Linked DNA regions of Macaca mulatta: region 2 is linked to region 1. Evidence: chromatin contacts called from public Hi-C data. All regions are on one chromosome and are shown on one strand. Each heading gives the region's core, a stretch centred on a gene start, on an enhancer-like site or on the middle of the called end of the contact. The rest is flanking DNA. Distances are from core to core; before and after follow the strand shown. Region 1 holds the start of CC2D1B (coiled-coil and C2 domain containing 1B). Region 2 overlaps LOC144333411 (a long non-coding RNA gene).

The links. Hi-C and Micro-C count contacts between places; a contact is called where the count stands out from the background.
Region 2: a contact with region 1 is called in a Hi-C map of liver, with 1.6 times the contacts expected there. The contact joins the enhancer-like site here to the promoter of CC2D1B in region 1. A contact is called at or near these places in 3 of 14 Hi-C or Micro-C datasets (fetal cortex germinal zone, fetal cortical plate and liver).

The regions. Positions count from the first base shown.
Region 1 is chr1:188,287,126-188,290,829 of T2T-MMU8v2.0, forward strand. It overlaps CC2D1B (coiled-coil and C2 domain containing 1B), which reads left to right and starts at 1,718. Exons shown (of 24, transcript XM_077957098.1): 1 at 1,718-1,843; 2 at 3,295-3,377. The coding sequence starts at 3,312.
Region 2 is chr1:188,508,427-188,512,130 of T2T-MMU8v2.0, forward strand. The region is part of intron 1 of LOC144333411 (a long non-coding RNA gene); the gene reads right to left. Among named protein-coding and RNA genes, the nearest start is that of ZFYVE9, 67 kb to the left of the region's middle. Within about 2 kb of position 1,740, at least 20 of the 40 cell types and tissues checked have an H3K27ac peak or open chromatin away from gene starts, as enhancers often do. A contact at or near this core is called in liver, where this site is marked.

The DNA of each region.
Region 1 (3,704 bases), core at 468-2,967:
TTGCACTCCAGCCTGGGCGACAGAGCGAGACTCCGTCTTAAAAAAAAAAAAAAAAAGGTAAGCAATCAGGAGATGGAAAAGCCCTGTGTCCAAGTAAACTGGGAGATCTTTGAAACCGCTAACTATGAAACATAATTTAAAAGTTCAAGGCATAGGCAGGAGGGGAGATGGCAATGTTTTAGACAGAAGAAACTAATCCAGCAGTTTAAAATATATTTTAAAACTTTTTTTCCTTTCTCTTGGGTTTCAAGATATAACCTTGAAGCAAACTGCAAAAGCCTTTTCCCTTAGCCTTAAAATAGATCCCACATCCCTCCCTTTCTCACTGTATATACTCCCTTCACATTTATCTTACTGTATGCTAGTATTTAATTATCTGCCTTCTTAGAAGTTCCAAGGGCTAATCTTGAGACAGACAGACCAAGCCTGGAGACACAGCTGCAAAATTCCAAAGGTTACTTCAAGGTGGCTAGTCAACAGCGGGGCCATTGTGGAGATGAGACCAGCCCACACTCCAGGTAGGCTGGGACCCAAGATAGCCACCAGAACAAGACACACAGACGTTGTACTCTGTACAATTCTTGCATGCTTCCCATACCACATTTTCCTTTTAAGCCCTTCTCTTTCCCCCCAAAATCGAAGTGGTTACTTTAGATGGGAATCTGGCCACTTCCCCATTACTCCTCTCTCGGTTTTTTTGTTTTAGTTTGAGACAGGGTCTCACTCTGTCACCCGGATTGGAGTGCAGGTGATAGCTCATTGCAGCTTGGACCTCCGGGGCTAAAGCGATTCTTCTGCCTCAGCCTCTCCAGTAGGTAGGACTGCAGGCACGCACCACCACACCCGGCTAATATTTGTAATTTTTTGTAGAGACAGGGTTTCACCATGTTGCCCAGGCTGGTTTCGGACTCCTGAGCTCAATCTCTTGTTAACTGGACTCTGCAAGCCACAGGGAGAAACCTGCATTCCTTAGAAAACTAGACTAGAGCATATTTACCGATGTTAAAGAGGTTGGTTTTGTATTTCCCTGGGCAAATAATTCTGAGCCTCCGTTTCTTCTAGAGATGATGTCCATCTTGCAGGATAGAGAACTGGTATAAGCTCCATTATGATAAGTGACTGACACAAGCTTGGCAGAAAAGGGGCACACTCCATTTCTCTCCTTATGCCATTTGATTGCACAGCAGGGCATGCGAGTGAGAACTTAGTGTTAGACTCTCTGAATTATTTAAGATGTGCAGCTGGCTCTGCCTGTCTGAAGTTTTCAACGGACCGGAAAATGATACTTTCAGGTGCTGAATTATTAAGAAAAATATGGTGGCCCCATTTCCATTTCCCCAGACTTCAAGGACATGGACAAGCAGGCGAGCCCCGCCCCTGTCTCGCTTCCAGGGCGGAGCTTGGGTAGGCCCCGCCCCCTTGCTCGGTGGGGCGGGGCCAGGGCTCGAGGCGGGGTAGGTCCAGCGAGCAAGCGCTCAGCGCCTTGGGCTGCGTGAGGGAGGAGGCTCGGCGGAGAGGCTGCAAGTGGGCGAGGGCTGGGCCCCGCGACCTCATTTGAGCCTGCCAGTGGACGCCCGGGCGGAACCGCCCAGCGCTCTTGTCCCGCGCTACCTGCCCGAACGCGCCTGCGCACTGCGAACCCCGCCCTGGTGTCACCTGTCGGAGCCTGAGGGGGCTGTGCACATGCGCACTGCCGGCCGTCGGCTAGTGGGGTCACGTGTTGCGCGCGAGCCGCCTCCCCGGCGGGCGCTTCCTGTCGCTACCGCTGCGGCCCAGGGCCCGCGGGAGCCCAGGGCGGTGCCGGCTGGGAGAAGGCCGGGGTTTGGCTGGGATTCACCGCGAGGTATGCCGCGTCCCCGCCCCTCGGCGTGGGGAGCTCCGGGGGACCGCGGGGGAGATGGAGGCGGCGCGGGCGGGGCAGGGCGGCGCGTCCCGCAGCGCGGGAGTGGGGGTCCCGTGTCGCCTCCCCCTACGGACTCCGTTGCCCATCTCTCCTGAGGCCAGGCTCTGTCATCGGGGCCGCAGCCTTGGAGTGTCTGACTGGCCTCGCTTTCACCTGAGCCGGGGTCACTCCCGGGGCCCTGCCGCTAACCTAAGTCCCGAAATCTGACACTGAGAGTCTCCCGGAGCGCCAGCCAGCTCCTCTGCCCGCTCCCCGCCGCCCCCACGCCCGTCAGCTGGTCTCCCCGCCTGGGCTGTGGCGAGATGCGCCGGCTTCCTGCCTTCCCCTACCTCTTGTGCACCTACCCTTTGCCGCCAGAGTGGGGTTTCTGAAACACCGATCCGATCCTGCCACTTCTTTCCCAGCGCCCTCAGAATAATGCCCAAACACTTTTCGGCTTAGAGGTTTTCATGTTGTGCCGCTTCCATCTCGGCTTGTGCATTCCAGCCTCACCGCTTATGCCCCAGTCATACCAGGCCTCAGGTTCCCTTGTACGAGCCAAGCTGCTCCCCACTTCAGAGCCATCAGGTGTTCCCTCGGCTAGGAATCCTCTTCCCCTCTTTCCTCCAACTTATTTGCGTGACTCAGCCCAGGCATCACCGCCTCGAAGGAGGCGGCTTTTCTCCCAGTGCTGAAGAAGGGGTCACCTCAGGGCACCCATAGCCCCTGGGGCAACCCCGTGTAGTCCACCTCCACCATATACATGGTCCTTGAGGGCTGAGACCGTCTTAGATTCATTTCTGCGCTCCCAGTACCCATCACACAGTCTGACGCAGGAGGTCCTGTGAATGACTGTGAGATCTTTATGGGAATCAGAATGCTGGGACAGCTTTCTCCAGAGCACAGCTGTGAGATGGAACTTTGATGAAGTGTCCTTGGATGATGAAAATGTTCTGTGTGTGTGCTGTCTGGTCATAGCCCCTTGCCACATATGGCTGTTAAGCACTTGGAATGTGTCTGTTGTGGCTGATGGACTGGATTTTTAGCTTTATTTCATTTTAATTCATTGCAATTTAAAATTAAATAGCCAGCTGTAGCTTCCATAAACACAGCTTTAGAACCTTTCTGAATTCTACCCAGCCTTCCACCCACCCTGAACCTAGAGTACTTCCCTGAATGTGCTTTTTAAATTTGAGTCCGTTCAGAACACTCCCCAGTAAACCCATTGACAGGTGATCCCCATCCCTCCCATGGCCTGTGCTGCTTCAGTGCTTTAATTAAAGGTAATCCATCCTTTGGTGTTCAGCATTGCCTTCTTTGGGAGTTTACTATCCACACCTTACCACAGGTAGCACTGTTGGGGGCGGGGCTTATGGGCTACTCCAGCCTGAATCTCTGTAACTGTTCCATAGGTATCTAGGCTGCCACGATGCCAGGGCCAAGACCTCGGAAGGGCCCTCAGGCCAGAGGCCAAGGGGTGGCCGCTGCCAAGCAGGTATGGAACTTAGCCTTCTAGGCTACTGGGTCGGTTTGGGGATGAGAGTCCCTAGACAGCTTAGGCAAACTGGATCACATGTAGTTCCCCCATTAGTTCAGAGACTTGGAGCAGTGTCTCCTGGAGGTGGCAGAGCCCTTAGGCACCCTCCTACTAGTCCCTGTCACACACAAGTGGGGAGAGGGTTCAGGAATCACCAAAGTTTAGGATGTTCTGATGGGACCTCAGTGCTCTCATGGGTTCCTCAGATAGGGTCACAACTTTGCTTGTTAGTGAGGGATGCCAGGGTGTGAGGGCGGTAGTCAGTGGGAGGATTTCACTGCCTAG
Region 2 (3,704 bases), core at 490-2,989, 220 kb after region 1:
GACCAAGAATCCATATATTACATATAATACCTATGTTATATATATAACAAGCACTCTCAACTGATTCTAATGTTGGTGGTCTTTAGGGACACACTGAGAACTGTATTCGACTGAATTCGAACTGTATTCGAATGGAGTATCGCTCTGTTGCCCAGGTTGGAGTCAGTGGCCCAATCTAGGCTCACTGCAACGTCTGCCTCCCGGGTTCAAATGATTTCATGCCTCAGCCTCCAGAGTAGCTGGGGCTACAGGTGCGTGCCACAACACCCGGCTAATTTTTTTTATTTTTAGTAGAGACGGGGTTTCACCATATTGGCCAGGCTGGTCTCGAACTTCTGACCTCGTGATCCACCTGCCTCGGAGGGGGGCATCTTGCTTACATTGCCCAGGCCGGACTGGAACTCCTAGGATCAAGGGGTCCTCCCAATTCAGCCTCCCCAGTAGGCCTAGCCATCACACTTTGCCTGAATTAGACTTTTAAAAATCTAAATTAACCTACCAAAATAACTGGTAATCAAGCCAATAATTAACAGAAATACTTAAAATCTGACAAAAACAATGCAAGCCTACAGCATGTAAGACAGTAGATCTTCAAAAACGTGTACCATGCCAAACTTTCTCCCTACATGGAGACCCCATGCTGCATAGAAAGTTAAGTTAGGGATCTTTTAGGTAGTTACCCATATTCTTCTGTTTCAATTGATGAATTCAACTACGGTTCCAATGTAATTTGGTAAAATATTTTTATAGGTCCTATACAAATGGCAATGTAAAATGGAGCAGTCAGATAATTTTAAACCTAATATACAGAAATAATTTTAAAAATCACTGTCAGTACAAGCCCATTATAAACCTGTACTGTTTACAATCTGTGAGATTATGGGTGATTTCTCCTATTATTATTTATTAAGAGCCAACACGGTACCTTTCCATACTTTCCAAATTTTCTACAAAAAGCATATTTTTTCATGATTATAAAAGTTTTGCAAGTACCTATAAGTCTTATAACTTTCACACACATAACAGGAAACCAGGAATAACCTGTAATCACATTTCTCACAAAACATAAATATCTGACTTACGGTATCAAACTGTAAGTACTAACATTTTCCAACATTAATATCAGAACAAATCATTTTATTTCTAAAATTTAGTATGTGTCCCATTTCCTTCAGGTATTTATTAGAGTAGCTGGCACTTAAAGAGGACTTAAAATCCTCTTGCCAACCATTATCTGGATCTCTTTAAGTGGAACATTTTCGTACCGAACACTGAAGCATAAAAATATTTCCTCTGGCGGCGGGGGGTGGGGGGGAGGACAGACCTTTGTAAAAGACGTTTTTATAACTGTGAGTGTTTATCTAGAAAACTTAGCATCGCAAAGATGCGATGGGGCTTTCTCCAAGGCAGACCACGCTTAGAGACAAGATACAATACAAGGGGGCTGGGCTGAGCAACCGGCAGGTGATGAAATTTCACCTCAAATAAGACGCAAAAGGTTGTTCTCGAGCAAGTCAGATCCATGAATGACACTCTAGGAGTACCACGGGCTCTCTTGGTCCCGCACTCTCTGCACCCCAATTCTCACCCTGGCCGCCTTCTCCTCCCCATTCCCCCGCCACTACCGGGATTCTGAGGTACTCGGTATGGGACGCGGGGAAGCCAAAGCTGTTTGCAAACAGGCGTCATCTACCTCCCTCTGGGATGTACGTGCAGGGCCCAGGCTAAGAGGCTGCGCTCGGCCCGGGCCCGTGCAAACCCGAAAGGCGGCCGTGCTCCTGCCGGCCCCCAGCTCCACACACCGGGCCGCGCCGGAACCGAGGCCGGGGCGAGGGCTTCCCAACGGTGCGGGGCCTAGTCGCCCCCCACGGCCTTCAGCCTCCCGGGGGACGCAGGCAGAAAGGGCTGAGGCCCCAGGACCGCAGAGTGGGGGAGGCGGCCGCAGTGGCAGGACGCCCCGTCCGCCCGGCCCGAAGGCTGCCGCCAAGGCCCCCACAAGCGGCGGGAGGCGGGCGAGCCCCGGACCGCGCCGCGCCACACTCACCTCGAGCAGCGGCCGCCTCCGCTTCAGCATGGCCAGGGGGGTCGTCCCTGAGCCGAAAGCCTCCTCCGGAGGGCACCGGCGCGGCCCCAGGCGCCACCGCGAAACCTCCCACTCCTGTAGGAGCTGCGGTAGCTGCGGCTGCGGCTGCTACTGCTACAGCTGCTGAGGCCCGGCACCCGCCCAGCCGCATCGGCGCCCGGGCCGCGGCAGCCACGCGGATCCCGGAGGAGCGCCGCCGAGCCAGGCCGGGGGCGCAAGGCTGCGGCGGGACGACCGAGGTGCAGCAGGCGAGGATCCTCAGCGAAGCCTCCAGCGTCGGGTGGCCGCTCCTGCCGCCGGCGCCGCTGGGCCACAGCGCCCCCTGGACCCCACGTCCGGCTACGGCGTCGGGACTGCGGCGGCCGCGCCGGGCACGAGCCGCAGGGAACGCTAAGGAGCGCGGCCTGGGGGCGGCGAGGGCCCCGCGCTCCCTGCGCAGCCCGCGGCCCGCGGCCGGCCGGGGACTCCACTTCCCGGGAACCGGAAGCCCCTCAGTTCCCACCAAACCCTTGACGTTCCCCGCCCCCCGCCAGACCCGAGCACCTTTTCCTTCTCTCCCGAAGGTACGTGAACGTTCTTGTCACTCGGACCCGCACCTGAGAGCAGGAATGTAAGGGAATCCCTTCGTTTGTCTCTCCCGGCTTCGGGGGTGGCGGGGAGACCCCGTTCTAATCCCTTTAATGCGTCTGGATGAAAGAAGAGTGACCCAGAACAAACCTTTTTTTCAAACATATACACACTCCTCTCCCAAAACAGACGAAGGAATTGTCTTTGACCTTAACTTTTTTTTTTTTATCCACTGTGTAGATCATTACAGAAATTTTCTACAGATACCAACCAAACCCTTAACACCTAAACCACCACCCCCACAAAACAAATATGAAAATATATATGTATATATATGCCCAGCCAGAGAAGAGAATAGCCAAAGGGTTGTCCTGAAATTCATAAACAACTTAAAGGTAAGCAAAGAATCACCCATCTTTTACTAACACCCTCCCCGTCCCAACCTCGTCTCTCCCACCTCCACCCCTCATCCCAGCCGAATCCTAGTAATGCTCTGAAGGAAGGAAATTATTACACAGTGGGGGCTATGGAATCATTCTGTTTACAGATGCCCCATATTTGATCCCAATCAGCCTCTAGGGTGCAAACGTCAGAACCAAAAACAAACAAGACTGTCAAAGGGGAAGTAGGGAAAGATAATTCTCCAAATCCTCTGATCCCCAAATTTTCCAAATACACTTTTTTGACAGAGTGGTGGTATATTAGAATGTGTAGTGACTTTGGTGTCAGACGCATACTGACACTACCAGTTCCAGTTCTGTCATCTATAGCTTTATGACCCTGGGCAAGTTATGTAACATTTTTGAACCTCAGTTTTCTCCTGCCTGCCTTGCTGGTTGTTGTGCAGATTGGAGATAAAGAGACTGGCCCATAGAAGATACTCAATAAATGCTAGTTCCAATTTTTATTGGTTCCAGTTCTTTTTCTTAGGCTCAATTTTGTACTCATCTGTTTTTGTTTCTCATTCTCTGTGTGTGTGTGTGTGTGTGTGTGTGTGTGTGTGTATGTGTGTGTGTAAGTGTATTCCTATCAAAAGATGGATGCTCCATTCTTC